2 separate regions of the Pan troglodytes genome follow, and region 2 is linked to region 1. A link is a contact called in public Hi-C data. All regions are on one chromosome and are shown on one strand. The core of a region is the stretch at or near the end of the contact, and the rest is flanking DNA. Distances in the headings are between cores, read along the strand shown. Region 1 overlaps PRKAG2 (protein kinase AMP-activated non-catalytic subunit gamma 2). Region 2 holds the start of PRKAG2 (protein kinase AMP-activated non-catalytic subunit gamma 2).

Evidence for each region. A called contact is a pair of places that touch in the nucleus more often than the background predicts.
Region 2: a Hi-C map of stem cell-derived neural progenitor cells shows a contact between it and region 1, with 1.8 times the contacts expected there. The contact joins the promoter of PRKAG2 here to the enhancer-like site in region 1. A contact is called at or near these places in 1 of 7 Hi-C or Micro-C datasets (stem cell-derived neural progenitor cells) and 1 of 1 datasets of contacts at active chromatin or transcription factors (stem cell-derived excitatory neurons).

What each region holds. Positions count from the first base shown.
Region 1 is chr6:166,649,517-166,654,610 of NHGRI_mPanTro3-v2.0_pri, reverse strand. PRKAG2 (protein kinase AMP-activated non-catalytic subunit gamma 2) reads left to right here. Exons shown (of 16, transcript XR_010158707.1): 5 at 2,661-2,730. Among named protein-coding and RNA genes, the nearest start is that of RHEB, 110 kb to the right of the region's middle. Within about 2 kb of position 1,725, at least 17 of the 24 cell types and tissues checked have an H3K27ac peak or open chromatin away from gene starts, as enhancers often do. A contact at or near this core is called in stem cell-derived excitatory neurons and stem cell-derived neural progenitor cells, where this site is marked.
Region 2 is chr6:166,894,239-166,899,341 of NHGRI_mPanTro3-v2.0_pri, reverse strand. It overlaps PRKAG2 (protein kinase AMP-activated non-catalytic subunit gamma 2), which reads left to right and starts at 1,484. Exons shown (of 16, transcript XR_010158707.1): 1 at 1,484-2,126.

The DNA.
Region 1 (5,094 bases), core at 476-2,975:
GCTAATGACTTTGAACATCTTTTCATGCACTAATTTGCCATCTGTATATCTTTCTTGGTGAAACAGTTCTGTGTCATTTGCCTATGTTCTAATTGGATTATTTTCTCCTTTTTCTGTTTAATATTGGTAGTGTTTATGTATTCCAGACATTTTTATTTTATTTTATTTTTGCTATTCCTTGGAGAGCAGGGCTAACCCTATAGGCAGTGTGCTAGTAATTTGTTGGCTATGTGATTTGCAAGTATTTTCTCCTACTGTGTAGCTTTTCTTTTCATCCTCTTAACACGGTCTTTTGCAGAGCAAAAATTCTTAATTTTAATGAGGTCCATTTATGTTTTTCCTTTATGGACTGTGTTTTTGGTGTCAAGTCTAACTTTTGCCTTGCCCCAGTTCCCAAATATTTTCTCCAAAAAGTTTCATAGTTTTAAGTTCACGATCCAATGTGAGCTAATTTGTGTGTAAAACGCAAGGCTTAGGTTGGGGTTTGTTTTTGTCTTTTTACCTTTTGATATCCAATTACTCCAGTTCTATTGCTTTTACACCTCCATCAAAAATTGGTTTGCCATGTTTGCATGGGTCTATTTCTGGGTTTTCTATTTATTTCTAATGATTATTGTATCTATTCTTCTGCCAATACCATTGTCTTGATTGCTGTATCTATATAGTTTGCTTTAGTATTAAGCGACTTCAAGATTAAAGAATTCTACTGTAGTCCCAGCTACTTGGGAGGCTGAGGCAGGAGAATGGCGTGAACCCAGGAAGCAGAGCTTGCAGTGAGCCGAGGTTGCGCCACTGCACTCCAGCCTGGGTGACAGAGCGAGACTCCGTCTCAAAAAAATAATAAATAAATAAATAGAATTCTAGATCTTGCACCTTTCCATGTAAATTTTAGAATAAGCTTATTTATGTCTTTAAAAAAACCCTAATTTGGTAGCAATTGCATTAAACCAAAAGATTAATCTGGGGGAGAACTGTCATTTTTACTATGTTGGGGCTTCCAGCTCAGGACTGTCTCTCCATTTATTAGCTCGTCTTTCATCTACAGTTTGTGATTTTCAGCATACAGCTACTAAACATGGTTTCTTGAGTTTATGCCTAAGTATTAATTTTCTTTGAAGTGATTGTATTAAGTGATATTGTTTTATATATTTTTCCACGTGTTCATTGTTAGTTTATAGAAATGTGATTGATTTTTGTGTGTTGATCTTGTATGCTATGACCTTACCAAACTCACTAATTCCAGGTGAGTTTTTTCTTTCTTTTGTAGATTCTTTGATATTTTGTATGTAGATAACATGTTATCTACACAGGTGTTTTTCTTCCTTTCCAATCTGTATGCGTTTTCTTTCCTTTTCTTGCCTTATTGCAGGGCCTAGTACTTCTAGAACCATGTTGAATAGGATTAGTGAGAGCAGACACCCTGGCCTGGTTTCTGAACTTCATAGGGAAAACAGTCTTTCACTATGAAGTATGATATCTGCTGTAGCTTTTTACCATGAAACATCTTAGTTTTGTTTTCTTTTTCTCTCCCCACCCCTTTTCTTTTTTTTAAGGGGTTTAAGACTTAGGGATTGGCGCAAGTAAGATGACAAAGCAAAACGAGAGGCATTTTCAGGACTTCCTCTTTCAGGCCCGGCTTGCAAGAACGCTAGGGCCAAGCTCCTTTCAGCCCTAATCGGTACTGGAGCTAATCGCATTCGCAGCGCCCGTGCACTCTGCAGGGATGGGCCGTGGGGCCAGGGACCTCGGTCCCCGGGACCTCGGTCCCCTCTCGGCCTGTCCTGCCCTTCCAGGAGGCTAGCGGCTGCTGGCCGCGCAGCCTGCCAACCTGAGTTGGCCATAGTAGAGTCTCAGATACCCAGCTCCTGAGCGGCCAGGGCCAGATTCAGGGTGTGTACGTTTTTGGCAGCGGCTCCCCAACCGAGAAGACACTCGGCTGCGAAGAGAGGACGCGAATTAAGAGTTCCATGCTGGAAAAAAAAAATGGATAGCGACAAAGTGCATCTACAATACGTGTAGCCCACGGAACGATTTTTGTTAAGGGGGCCGAGGATGGGCAGTTACAGCTAAAATTTGGAAAGGGAAGAGGAAAGCGAGAAAGGATCCCCTAGCTGGCGCCCCGGGGCGTTCTGCAGCCTCCAGCCCCTCTCCCCGTCCCCGTCCCCGCGCCGCGGAGCCCACACCTGCGCAGGTGGAGCCTGCCGAGCGCGGCCGCCGGTGCTGGGAAGGTGAGCGGCGCCGGGGGGCGGAGTGGGGGCGGGCCGCGGGCCTCTCCCAATGGCCGCACGGCGGGGAGGACGCGGGCCGCGGCCGGAGGGGGGCGCCCCGGGCCCAGGCGCTGCCGCCCTCGAGCTCCCGGGTCCCTTCCCACGCTTCCTCCCGGGCGGGCCGTACCAAGGCGCGGGGGGGAGCGGCGCGTCCCACTCGCGGAGGGGCACGCGGGCCGCGGCCGCGCCACCTGCGGCGGCGGCGGCGGCCTCGGGCGGGTGGGGGCAGCGCTCCCGCTCCGCCCCCGGCCCCCGCTGCCCGCGTCCCCTGCCAGGCCCCTCCTCCCGGCGGCGCGGCAGAGCCAGGCCCCAGCGCTCGGCCGGCCGCGAGCCCGCCGGCCGGGGACGAGCGTCGCAGCTCATGCTGATCGCTGTCCTCCTCCTCCCCCTCAGGCGGCGCTGGCGGCGGCCCTGGGACCCGCGGAAGCCGGCATGCTGGAGAAGCTGGAGTTCGAGGACGAAGGTGAGTGCGCCCCGCCCGCTGCCGGCCCGGCGCTCCCACGGCCCGGCCGCCCGAGGACCGGGACCCGCGGGGACCCCGCGCCCCGTCTCCGGCGCTGCCCCACGGCGAGCTGCGTCCTGCGGAAGCCCAGGGGCCGGGGCGGGAACCGGGGCGGGGATGCGGGCGCCGGCGAGCTCGGGCTGCGGGGTACCGGGCGTCCGCGGAGGGGACGCGAGCCAGGCTCCCAGATCGCAGCCCTGAGCCCGGCAACCACACGGATGGGCGGCCCTTTTGTCCTTACTCGCCGAACTCGAATTACAGCAAGGTGTCAGGGAGCGCTAATTGTTTGTGCTTGTCACCATGCACTCGGAGGCAACCCCGAATCATACCCACAGTCCAGACCCTTAATCATAGACTGGTGCCCTTATCTGCGCCTGTGAAGATATCACCGGTAGGGTGTGTCTTCTTTTTTAATGGGGAAAGTTAAATAGGAAAACCTGAAGAGGTTATTGAATCGGTGTTGAGTTCAGGCGACCCTCTCACTCCGTCATTTCTGTCGCCTCTCCTCTCACTTGGTTGTTTTTTTTTTTCCCTCTCCTGTCTTCTTCTTGTATCTTACAGGTAAATAACTTGGATCTTATTTGGAGGCTGTTAACATTTGAAAGGCATGAGCTCGTTCTTTGGCAAAATTAATATTTAAAATGGAATGTGACGAGCTTTCACCAGGATCTTATTTTGAAGCTGTTAACATTTGAACGGGATGAGCTTGCTCTTACGCAAAATTAATATGTAAAATGAAATGTGATGAGCTCAGAGTCGGGAAAGAACTTTATATAAGATGCTTGACAATTCGAGGACTTGAAAAGGCCTTCACACTGTCTTGTGTGCTTCCATTATTTATTTAGCAACTTCTCTTTTTTCCAGGAGTATTGATAGAATAAAGCTCTCGAAACAAAGAATGTGCCATGTGGATGCTGTCCCTTGTGCCAACTTTACTTTAATACCTCGTTCATTCACAGTCAGGCAATTACTTAAATAAGCCTGCACAGCCAGCATGGACGTGTTAACCCAATAGAATTAGCCGGGTGCCTGTTATCTTTGAGATTCACTGCAGCATTTCACAAACATGTTAGCTGGAAGAGAACGCGTTCATAGTCATTGTCATTAAAAGTGTTTGTCTGTATTTATTGGTAACAAATGGTGCTGCATTTCAGAATTTTACCGGACTTAATTTGCATTTCATCCTACAGAAAAATAATCCAGGGTCTTCATTCGAACCCATCTCACTATTCCTCAGTTTTATTATATTGCAGGCCAAATCTTGGCCGCTGTCCACAGGGTGGAATGGTGTGCCCGTTCCATAAGATTTTGAATGTCTAAATCACCAGGGTTTTGTCTCATATTAGTAAGAATGAGAGTCTTTTACAGTTACAATTTTTGCAAATTAGCAGGGAGGCAAGAAGAACTAGAGAGCAGCTTCTGTTCGAGAGGAATCGCTACTACTTATTTAGCTGTGTGACCTTGGACAAGTTACTTAACCTCTCTGTGCCTTGGTTTTCTCATTTCTAAAATAGAGCTAATATCAGGTGTTTTGAGAATTAAATGAGACAATCTGTATCATGGCATTTAAAAACAGTGTAAACCCATAGTGAGTACTTCATAAATGTTAGTTACTATTATCGCTTAAGTGCCATTAAGCATTGTACTGAATTCATGAGCTTTTTAAGATTTTTATTAATGAAACCCAACACAGAGATTCTTCTCAACACAGATTTGGTGTCCTGTCCCGTTTCTTCTTCTTACTTGAGATTTATTAATTTAATTATGCATTTCTCTAAGCAGATATACACTTTTTTTTTCTTTTCATTGTGTCTGCCAATGTAATGAATGTAAAGTATTAAACCTAAGTGTCTAAGAAAGGAATTTCCCCTCTTCACCCATCTATTTTTATCTATATTGCTGTCATTCCTTTAAAGCACACCGAATCCCACGAATAACCCTGTCAAACTTTTCTAGATTCTTAAGGAGGAAGAATGTTAAACAGTGACTTTGAGGCTGAGCTGAGCTGGAAGAAAGAACAGTGTTGGCGTGGTAGTCCAAATGCAGCTTTGTTTCTTTTGAACTTTAAATTGCTTATTCATCCAAAATACAGGAAAATTGAATATCAAGCAGAATCTCACACTTATTTAGCAGGGACAAAAGTCCCAACAGTAAGACATTACACCTCTAAATATCCTACATAATAGGGAGCCCTTGACGAGATCCTCATTTCATCTTTCAGCATCCATCATACCCTGTTAATGTCTTCATGTATGCATTGATATCTGGAGGCATTGCTTCAACCGAGATATATTCGCTGTACGTGGAAACACATGATTACTCATA
Region 2 (5,103 bases), core at 235-2,734, 240 kb before region 1:
GCTAAACCCAGACAGGGTCCTTCCAGAGCATCTGCCCCTGTCAGGCTCTGTCTCGAGAATGGGGATCTTCCAGGCTGGCTTCATTCTGGACCAGAGAGCAGAGGAGAAGGAGAAAGAATATAAACCCACCCCTATGAGCCAGGGAACCACCCAAGCTGTAACGATTTTGTGCAAGCTGCTTGGAAAAGCCGCCCGGCAAGCAGCTGAAAGGAAGGATGCTTCTCCCTGCGTGGGCGCACGCCTGCTTCCTAAGAGATGATCCTTTGGGTGGGCTGATCATGCCTCCTCCTCTGGGGAGGGAGTCCTGCGAAAGCACGCACCTCAAAAGGAGTAAAGGCCCTATGGTGTCCCCAAAGCGACCCCTGTCGCGTTCTTTCTGCGGGTGGCCTCCCTGCATTACTGATTACTCGGAGCGGCTGAGCTGACGTCAGCATCCTGGGAGCGCCAATGACCTTTGGGGTCATCACATCCTCAGAAACTAGAGCAGGAGGGGAAGCGACCCCCAAGCCAGCACTCCCCCTACTTTCCACCAGGGAGCCGAGGTCGCGCCATCCTGGGGCGCATCTGGGGGTGGGGGACACACCAGCCCCCTCCCCCAACCCCTCTAGGGCCCTCGGCAGCAGGCGGTACTGGATGCCCACCCGGGGCTCTAAAGGACCTGGGCCGCACCGGGAACCCTCTCCCGGGTCTTCGAGACCTCCCCTTCTCCCAATTCTTTCCGCAGTCTCAGGAGCCCCACGTTTCCCGCGGCGTGGGGACACGCACTTACCGCGGATCCACTGCGCAAACCTTGATGAACCTGAAAAAAGCAGGGTGGAGTGGGGTGGGGTGAGGGTGGGGGTGGCGAGACCCTGCTCACACCCAGCGCCACGCACCGCTCTCTGGGCGGGTTCGAGTGCGCGCACCGGGCGGGGCGGGACCCGGGGGCTGCGGTGTTTCGCGAAGCACGTGCTACTTCGCGCGCAGCGCCCCCGGAGACTGTGGGCTTCCTCGCTGCCTGGTCTGCGGCAGGGCGGGGGCGGGGGCGTGTTTCAAAGGGTAGGGCACACAGTGAGACGCCCGGAGGCGGGATGGCTCCGAAACCAGCTCGCAGCGAGTCCCGAGCGGCTGCGGCCGCCGCGGGGGTCTGGGCGCGGCGACGAGGGCGGCGTGGGGCGACGGGGAGCGGGACGGTGGCGCTGCACGCCGCGCACTTCCTGTTCAACACGCGCCGCCTCCCACCACCCGCGCTCCCCGAGCTTGCGTCGGTGCCAGGCCCGGCCCCTCACTGTCCCCTTGCGGTCCCCTGGGGCCGCGGCGCGGCGGGGGGCGAGGAGCGGGCGCCCTGCCCTTCTTGGCCCGCTGGGCTCCGGGCGCCCCCTCCGGCGCGCAGGGCCGCGAGCGCCGCCGCCAGAACTTCTGCCAGCGGCCGCCCGTAGCCCAATTGCGCAGAGGGCTCGCCTTGCACCTCCTCTTCCCCCGCCGCCCTCCCTCTCGCCCAGAAAGGAGGACGGACCCAGCTGCAGGCTCCGAGCTGGTTTATTCTGCGGCCGAGGATTACATTTATGCACGAACGGTCTTACTGGCTCCAGATTCCCCACTTGGGCACAGGCATAGGAGGCTTGTTTTCCAAATTGCTGGTTTTAATTGCACCTGCCTTTCAGATTACCTCTGGGAATCTGTGGGAGGAGCCGAGAGGGTGGAAAATGTTTCTTCGCTTTGCAAAAGGAAGAAAACTTTGTCACCCAGCGGGAGACCTCAGCCACGAGTAACCCGGGGAGACACCAGAACCGGGACGGGCTTTGACTGATTTGCCTGCGAGGGTTCCGTAGGAAAGGACGCTTGAACTCGGCGCTTCGGCGGCGGCGGCGGCGCGAGTTCCCTGCTCACCCTCCCTCTCCGCGGAAGTCCCCACGAGGTGGCTTCAGGGTGTAACAGAGCGCGCGGCTCCAGTCCGAAGGCAGCGGCCGGGGGAGGGAAGGAGGGGACCGAACCCCCGAGGAGTTTCCCAGAATCAACTTCTGGTTAGAGTTATGGGAAGCGCGGTTATGGACACCAAGAAGAAAAAAGATGTTTCCAGCCCCGGCGGGAGCGGCGGCAAGAAAAATGCCAGCCAGAAGAGGCGTTCGCTGCGCGTGCACATTCCGGTGAGTCCCAGCACTCGGTCCCCTGCTCCCCAGCCCTCCTGTCGCTCCCGTCCCCGGCGCCGAAGCGGTTAACGCTGGACGCCCCGCGCGCGCCGTGCGTGCCCCTCCTGTCACTTCGGGCGGCTTGGGGAAAGGGTAGAGGGACAGGGCCCGAGCTGGGCTGGCGGAGCCGGGGCTCAATCTCTCTCTCTGCCCGCGTGCAGCCCGGGCTGGGGCTCCGCCTGGGGCGGGGGCTGGGCGGCTGCAGACTAGAGGGGGCGCCGGGCGCGGCTGGTGGGCGGCTGGGCGTAGCCCGGTATCCAGCCGGGTGCGGGTGCGGGGGGCGGTGCGTTGTGTTGTTTTGCTGAAAAGGGACGGTGTGGACTGCGCTCCGGGGAGGTGGAGCCCGCGCTCGGCTGCTGGAGACGGAGGGAGGGGAGGGGAGGGAGGAGAGGGGAGGGGCGGTGGGTGGGGAAAGCAGCGGGGCGGGGGTTGGGGGGAGCTGTGTAGCCGCGCCTTCCAATGCACCGCCTCCGCTCCAGTTTCCCTCGGGGCGTTTCTGGGCCTGGAGCGGGGGTCTCCTCTGCCGCCGTTCCCTTCCCCCGCCCCGGGAGTGTACTTTGGGTCTCTGTGGTATTTGGGGGCTCGGAGCTCCCTAATCCGTGCAGGCTGCATTGAACTTCAGCCCCGTCCGCGCCAGCCGCCCGGGAGGACATTGGCGACTCGGATCTGCCTGCGGCTTCACTTTGTCCAGCCAGAGGGGCGGCGGGCCGGGTGGTGGTTCTCTCTTCGGAAGGCGCCCCAGTAGCCTGCGGCCACTGTTCCTCGCCTCCCCGTAGCGGGGTAGGGTGGTGGGAGGTGTGGCCCACTGGGTCACACCCTCCGCCTCAGCCAACCAAGTAAATGTTTGTGTACACACACACACACACACACACACACACACACACACACACACACACACCAGAGTGCTCCGTGGAGAAAGTTATTTTGCTCTCCCGGGGCAGGGTGGGAGTGCGCAGTGAATGGGCTATCCGGACCCCTCATTAAAGCTAATCCTTCCCGACAGGGTCAGGCGCAGCTGGCATGGCCGAGGCAGGCCACTCACTTCCCACTGTGAATCCCAGGGCGCACTGCCCCGTGTTTGCTGAGCCACCCTTCTTTTAGACGCCCGGCTAAGGTTCTCCTGTGTAAACTCCGGCCCACACGTGCCTAACGCTTGGGTGAAGAGGGTGGAGTCCAGGGGCGGGTCTCCAGACGCCTGATGCCAAGTAGCCCCACAGGGGCCCTGGGCCAGCCCTCCCTGGCTGGAAAGCTCTGGGGCAGGAAACTTGGACCCCTGGCTGCTGTGTGGCCCCCACGGTGGTGACTCGATTATGCAGGAATAAGTGTTCTATTTGAAAATGAAACATTCTTGTTTACATCTCTCATGTAAGACATTTAAAACCATGTTCGTGAGTTAAAAGTTAGATGTTGCTGCCACAAACCTCTTAAACAGTGATCACTTGAGCTAACCGTGTAACTACTCTTTCTCCCATTTGTCAAATGCAGGAAATAATACCCATTTTTCCTGCTTTATACGGATATTGAAATAAAGTAATTCATGGGAAAACTCTTTTTTGTTGTTTTTTTTTTTTTGTTTTGAGTCAGGGTCTCACTCTGTTCCGCAGGTGGGAATGCAGTGGTGCAATCATGGCTCACTGCAGCCTCAACCTCCCCAGGCTCAAGTGATCCTCCCACCTCAGCCTCCTGAGTAACTGGGACTACAGGCATGTGCCACCACACCCATCTAATTTATTTATTTTTTTTGTAGACATGAGGTTTTACCATGTTGCCCAAAGCTGGTCCACATGGGCTGGGCTCGAGCGACCCGCCCACCTTGACTTCCCAAAGTGCTGGGATTACAGGCGTGAGCCATCACACCCATCCCGGGAAAACTCTTGACAAGTGTAAAGTGTCCTATAAATATATGGCTTATACATATACATATACATCAGACACCTAGTTTTTTAAAAAAATAGAGAGAGAGAAACAAGAACATGCCATTGTCCAGTGGTTGGGCCATTTTGTGTGGCAGCCACATGGTGAGGCTGGTTCCAAATGCAGGGTGTGATGTGTGGGCGTGCCCGTGGGGTGGTGCCAGCGATATGTGAGACAAAATCCAGAACCAGAAAAAGGATTGTGAGGCCAGGCCGTGAACGTCGAAAAGCCATGTTATAGTTGGGGTCCTCGGACCACCCTTCTTGCTGCCAGTGGTGACTTTGGCAGCTTTTCATAATGTTCTTGGCATGAGCCAGCCCACCGCGAAAGTAGTATTCATTCAGTTATTCCACAGTGGCTGGGGGTGACCACGTGCCCGACCACGTGCCCAGGCTCTGGTTAGGGTGAGATCTGGGGAAGATCTGCCCAAGTCCTCACAGGGCTTGCAGTTGCTTTGGGCACCAGGGAGGTCCCCTCATCTGCCTAATGGTCATTACCTATTGATCATTGTGCCAGGCTAGGTGGCAGTTATAACCTCGCTGGGAAAATGAGGCTTTCAGACAAAGGCTAGCAAATGATCCAGGGTCATACGAAGACCAGTGCAGACCACACCTGCTTCTAGAGGCAGAAGGAGCGATGACAGTGGCCTGATGTGTTCAGAGAGACTTTACACCCAGAGATGGCAGGCAGGAGTCACGTAGAAGTGGGGGTGATACTCCCACTAAGGAACCAGTGGGAGCACCCACAGAATCGGGCGGGAGGGGATGGCTGCTTCCAGGTGAAGAGCCACGCCTCCTGGAGAAAGGGTTTGAGAGCTAGAGTCATAGGAAATGCTTTGAGACTGGATCAGGAAGGACCTGGACATAGGGTTGCCAGCTGTAGTAAATAAAAATACAAGATGCCTAGTTGAATCTAGATTTCAGGTAGACAATGAATCATGTTTTAGCATAGGTATGCGCCATGCAATATTTGGGAAATACTAAAAAATTTCCATTGTTGATGTGAAATCCCAGATTAATGG